Regions from separate parts of the Rattus norvegicus genome. Here region 2 is linked to region 1. A link is a contact called in public Hi-C data. All regions are on one chromosome and are shown on one strand. Each heading gives the region's core, a stretch centred on a gene start, on an enhancer-like site or on the middle of the called end of the contact. The rest is flanking DNA. Distances are from core to core; before and after follow the strand shown. Region 1 overlaps Foxp1 (forkhead box P1). Region 2 overlaps Foxp1 (forkhead box P1).

Evidence for each region. A called contact is a pair of places that touch in the nucleus more often than the background predicts.
Region 2: a Hi-C map of liver shows a contact between it and region 1, with 3 times the contacts expected there. The contact joins two enhancer-like sites. A contact is called at or near these places in 4 of 12 Hi-C or Micro-C datasets (Schwann cells, kidney and liver).

Annotation. Positions count from the first base shown.
Region 1 is chr4:133,172,518-133,175,217 of GRCr8, reverse strand. The region is part of intron 6 of Foxp1 (forkhead box P1); the gene reads left to right. Among named protein-coding and RNA genes, the nearest start is that of Foxp1, 180 kb to the left of the region's middle. Within about 2 kb of position 1,402, at least 9 of the 93 cell types and tissues checked have an H3K27ac peak or open chromatin away from gene starts, as enhancers often do. A contact at or near this core is called in liver, where this site is marked.
Region 2 is chr4:133,211,107-133,213,806 of GRCr8, reverse strand. The region is part of intron 2 of Foxp1 (forkhead box P1); the gene reads left to right. Among named protein-coding and RNA genes, the nearest start is that of Foxp1, 140 kb to the left of the region's middle. Within about 2 kb of position 1,401, at least 19 of the 93 cell types and tissues checked have an H3K27ac peak or open chromatin away from gene starts, as enhancers often do. A contact at or near this core is called in liver, where this site is marked.

The DNA of each region.
Region 1 (2,700 bases), core at 153-2,652:
GTAATCTTGAGAAGTAGTCGCTGTGGCAGGTGACGGGAAGAATTTCAGTTTCCACTCTTAGCTAGGCAGTGAACAGGGGAGTGTAAAGTGAACTCATTCATCCGTACTAACCCAAGAGGCCCGAGGATGTAGCTCAGTGGGTAGCACGTTTTGCCCAGGATTCACAAGGCCCAGGGTTCAAGCTCCAGCACTGACTGAAAAGAGAATCTTTTCCACCACCAATGTGAAGTAAAGACTGTGGCTGGTGTGTGTCAATGTCGGGAAAATAAATGGAACAGAAATAGCCTAGCAAATGTCATTGGAAACGGAGGCATCACACCATAGCAAATGTAAACGCATTGATAAGTACCATGTAGTGTCAGGAGTTAGCTCATATCTGTATGTCATTATACGTTCCCTGGCACGTTGACTCCTTCACGTCTACAGCACTACCACTGTTCTCGTGGTAAAAATTATATTTAGTTCTTACGTAGCAAGGATTATCAGGAAAGATGTAAATCAATTGGCTTTTCTGGAACGTATCTGTCTGCGTTGTACATAGTCTGAATAAAATTTAGTAATACAAATTATCTTCAGCAATATCTCTCGGGGGTTTGCATAATGCTGGCCTTTACCTACAAGAATAAGGGAAAACAAATACGGAGTGTGTCACCCAGCAAAATGAAATAGGAACAAGGCGTTTGCTGTCCTCTCATTGACAAATCTCTCCAGCGTTGACTGAGCTTGGTATGAGGTGCTCAGTGTGTGAGAATCAGTGATCACTGCCTATAGGAATATTCAACCCGAGAGTTATAGTAAACTAAAATTTTATTGAACATTTGACCTGAGGCCTGGCATAGTCTAGTGTACACTTGTAATCCCAGGATTTGGCAGTTGGTGACTAGAGGAGGATCAGGAATTCAAGGTTATTCTTGGCTATGTGGAGTTCAAAGCCACCTGGGCAAAGAAAGAGAGAAGAAGGGGGATGGGAAAGGAAGTGAAGAAAGGGAAGGAAAGAACCAATTGATCCAAACTTTTCATAGTTTCCTTTTGAGTACATGTGTTTGAGCATCTTAAAAGCCAGCCTGGCAAGCATTTCTCACAGACGTTAATAATCCAGTCCACTCTCTCCTCACGGTCACCTGTGACTAGTTTCTGTCATGCTGAGTCTTGGTGGCCTCTCTCAGAAGCTCATCTGCCCGCTGTCTTTCAGCCTGTTTTTCCTGGAGCTTGAAATACACCAAAGTCGATAAATTTGTGTTTTCTTTTTTAGCCCTTTTTTCAGAAGCCAGAAAGCAGTGCAAATCTAATGTTCCTTATACTCTCTTGATGAAACGTCAAAGTTTCTATCCGGAGGTGTGACTGGGCTCCATGGTGGCTGTGTACAGAATGACTCGGGGAGCCAAAAGCCAGCCTCAGCTATAGTCCTCAGGGTCTGGGCAGCTTTCCTATGACAACAGAGTCAATGGCAGACTGTGAATCTAGTCTTGAGTGGTGCTTGCTACTTTTCCTACTGTGTGTGCGAGTGTATACAACTTTTGACAATTGCATGTCAACGGCTTCTGACAATCTGCAAAGTAAAACCCTCATAAAAGGTGTAAGAAGTTGTGAGGTAATACTCAGCCTTCCTTGGGTTCCAGTGCATCTCCCAGTGTTGAACTGCTGGTCTCTGAAGAGTCTCTCCGAGGTCCCACTGGGGTACCGCTGCCAACCTCTTCTCCCATCCGAACCTAAGTATTTTCTTCAAGGCAGTGCAATATTCAAACATATTCAGTTACACAATACGTAGGGAGAGCTGGTGAGATACAGAGCAGCGACCACAAAAATGTGACCAGTGATGTCTCGGGCGGGGTGGGGCGAGTGGCTACCGTGCCAGCCAACTCAGCACTGTGACAACAAGAGCATGTGATCTTTTCGAAATAAGAAAAGGTGGTTTCAGTTAAATTAACAAATAAGCACGTGCTTCTGTGCACAGGGTGGCTGGCTGTTTGTTTAGGCTCTGGGTATCAGGACCAAAGTCTTCTTTCCATCCTGTAGCTGATTCCAAGTTGAAGTAGAAATAAACATTTGGCGGGAAAGAGTTTTTATTCATGAGTTAATTTAAAAAAAAAAAAAAAGCCAGGCGGGCAGCAAGCATTGTGGTGAGCTGTGCAGGTTGCATTGAGGATTCTTGACTAGACTGAGCGCCATTTACAGTTCTTGTCATAAGAATTTTATGTTCTCAGCAGCCAAGACTTCTGGCTTCTACACTGACAGACACAGGTTCAGGCACTCAGCAGGCACGGCTGGTGGTCTTTTCCCAGGGAAGTCCATCTTAGTATCATTGACTGGTTGATTCTGAGTTTCTCTGAATGCGCCTTTTGGTAGAGATCAGTGTATGCCAAGATGTTTAGCCTAATAAGTTTTATCTCTGACACTCTTTATAGACATCCTAGTGTGCAAATTACAGACATGGTTAAAGTCAGATACAGAAGGTAGCTCCATGTTCCCTATCAGTAGGTGAAAGTTTTAGAGACTAGTTGATAACTTGAGGTGGGTTTTTTTTTTTCTTCATTTTTTTACAAAGTGACAGGAGAGATGGCTCAGTGCGTAAGAGGACAGGCTGCTCTTGCAGAGGAACGGAATTCACTTCCCAGCACCCACATGGTGGCTTGTAAACTGTCTAACTCCAATATCATGGGATCTTGTCATCCTCTTCTGACGTCTTCAGGCACCAGACAC
Region 2 (2,700 bases), core at 152-2,651, 39 kb before region 1:
AACTCCTGACTGGCAGGCGAGTATTAGCCTTAACAATTCTTGCAAAAGGAAGATAGCCTCTCTTTGATAGAATGTAATAAACAAAATGATAAAAAATGAAATGCTAATTGCATTTTAAAGAGGCCTTTTTTTTTGCTAAAATTTTAATAGGTGGCTGCATTGTTGCTGAGAGAACAGTGAGCTGATGAGCGAGTGCTTAGATGATTTTTACATTAATATAATAACCATTACCTGCCTTAATGCTTTGCACAGTATTATGGTAAAATAGCTAAGTCTAAAAGAGTTACACAAAGAGCAGCATTCCACAATGAAAGAGAATTGTACTTTCCACATGAATACTATGCCTTGTTTCTTTCTTTCTTTCTTTCTTTCTTTTTTCTTTTAAGACAGAAATATTATGTCAGAAATACATTTTCCCCATTTTGTGATACAGACCTTGCACGGTGCTTGATCTGAGTTCAGCTGGTTTTGTTTGCTTGTTTTGTTGTTTTTCAACTTTATTTTATTTTATTTTTTAGTGACACAGAATAGAATTTCCCTGCCCTTTGGTGTCTGCTGATCGATTGTATCTATTAGCTCTTAATTCTGAAACCTGGCCTATTATTTTCCCAGGTGCTTACTGGTACACATACAAGTTAACTTCCTTATGATCCTAGAAAATTGGGCATAATTCCTTTTTTTTTTTCTTAAAATAGAGCCTTTTTTTTATTTGTTTGTTTGCTTTTGTTTTGACATTCTAGACCCTTCTAATTTAGTTTGTTTTTCTCTCATTATGTGGCTGACTGGGTGACATGGCCTAACCACATCGGCTGCCACCCAAGCTCCAAGTGTGGAAGGCAAGTGAGTTTCTGGGGCCGTCCATCCATGTGGCTCATGATTAGAGGTTGGAAAATAGTTCCCAAATAATTCTTTGAAAATAATTTAGTGGAATTACTGTGGTAGACAGTACATGAAAACAGTGTTTCCTTTTGACCAGCCCTGTTACCTGATTTGTACACACAATAATTAGGAGAGGATGTGAGTGGACAAAGTCTATGTGTGTTTATGCTGGCCAGTGTTTACTTGCAGTTAACTTCGGTGTAAAGGAAAGGGAGAGAAAGAAATGATAGCATGTTATTGTCAGTATTTATATTGTGTCATCTTGCCTCCCACCCAATTCCTTCAATTGTCTCCTAGATTAGAACCAAGTATTGTTTCTAGGAGGGTGGGTTTTTTTTTCTTAATTGTTTGTTTGTTTGCTTTTGAAATCTTAACACCCCTCCTCACCATTCCCCATCCCCCCCCCCCACCCCCCACCCCCAAGTAAGAGAAAACAGAAAGCAGAGTGCATTGTTTGATAGTCTGCAAACATTCCAGCGGTAGAGAGGAGGGGAAGAGCAATGCCAGCTTTGCTTGAGCCGTTACCAGCAGTCACTGGTGCTCAAGATGCTTCTCTAGTTGCTGGTATTCAGCGGCAGCAGGCCCGTACTAGCCACGCTCAGATGGCCAAGCACAGCTGTATTTCTGCCATTCAGGCGGGTTTGCGTGCACCTGGGTGGGCCACGCCCCACTGCTATCAGTCAGCATTAGATCCTGCACTGGTTTTACTTTCTTTCTTTCTTTTTTTTTTTAATTCATGCTGTCCCCTGGAAGCACAAATAAAGAGTGTTAACTGTGGGTGTGCATGTGTCTTTAAGTTGAGTTTTCCAATGCTTTAAATGTCTGCCAGAAGTTTTATTCGAATTTCTGATCCCTGAAGGCAGCTAGACAGAATCATGCTAGGTCTTCATAAACTGCCTCCTGTGATTCATTGTGAGTTCATACAGCTCCACACAGCTATAATACAGGGATATTTTTTTTTCTTTGCCTTATATTTAAATTATCTTCTGAGGAAAAAAATCAAGAAATTAGCTTCAATTCCCGGATATGGCCCAAGCCCTTGTTAGCTACATGAGGCATCAGAAATGACTTTTAACTCCAGGAGGGTAAGGTGGGTTGTCAGGGAGTTGGGGGTTGTGGGGGGGGGGCGTAGTTTAGTTTTTGTGGGACACTTCCAATGAGGGCCCTATAAATATTAGACAGCTGTAGTTTAAAAACTCACATGACTGTTTTAAATACTATTGATTTAAACCACTGGCTAGATTTTATGAATCAAAGTGTAATTCCTAAGCTTTGGCCATATTTCTCAATGCTAAACCACTCTCTCTCGTGCGCCTTTAGCTGCTCTCCAGACATTCAACACGGGATTAAATGATAGCAGTTACAGTGATCAATAGGTGAGGGCTGCGACAATCACTCTTGCTGTTAATGACCTCAGTAGTAATGGGTAATAAAGTGTGGGCTGTAATAGCCCCTCGCTGGTACTGCATGCCCTCTGATTCCTAGTATGAGTAGGCACTGGGTACATGAGAAAGCTGGACACTGGGAATTAGGGAGTGTATATATAGGCCATAATTCTCGAGTAGTTACAACCTTAAACTGTGCTCCTCCCCCCCCTCTTGTTTCTGTTCCATTCAGATACTTTTCTGAAACCTTGCTATATAGCCTCTTGTCCTAATAATATGTTGGAGCAGAAGCTTGAAGGGGGTGGAGGGGCAGCTAAAATGTGTTCTACTGCATTTGTAAATGAAGCTCCCTTGCCTACTTTGGTGGCTGGGAGCTAACTGGTGTGAGACCGTGGTTTCAGATGGTAAAAGCCAAGTTCAAGCTATCAGGATATAA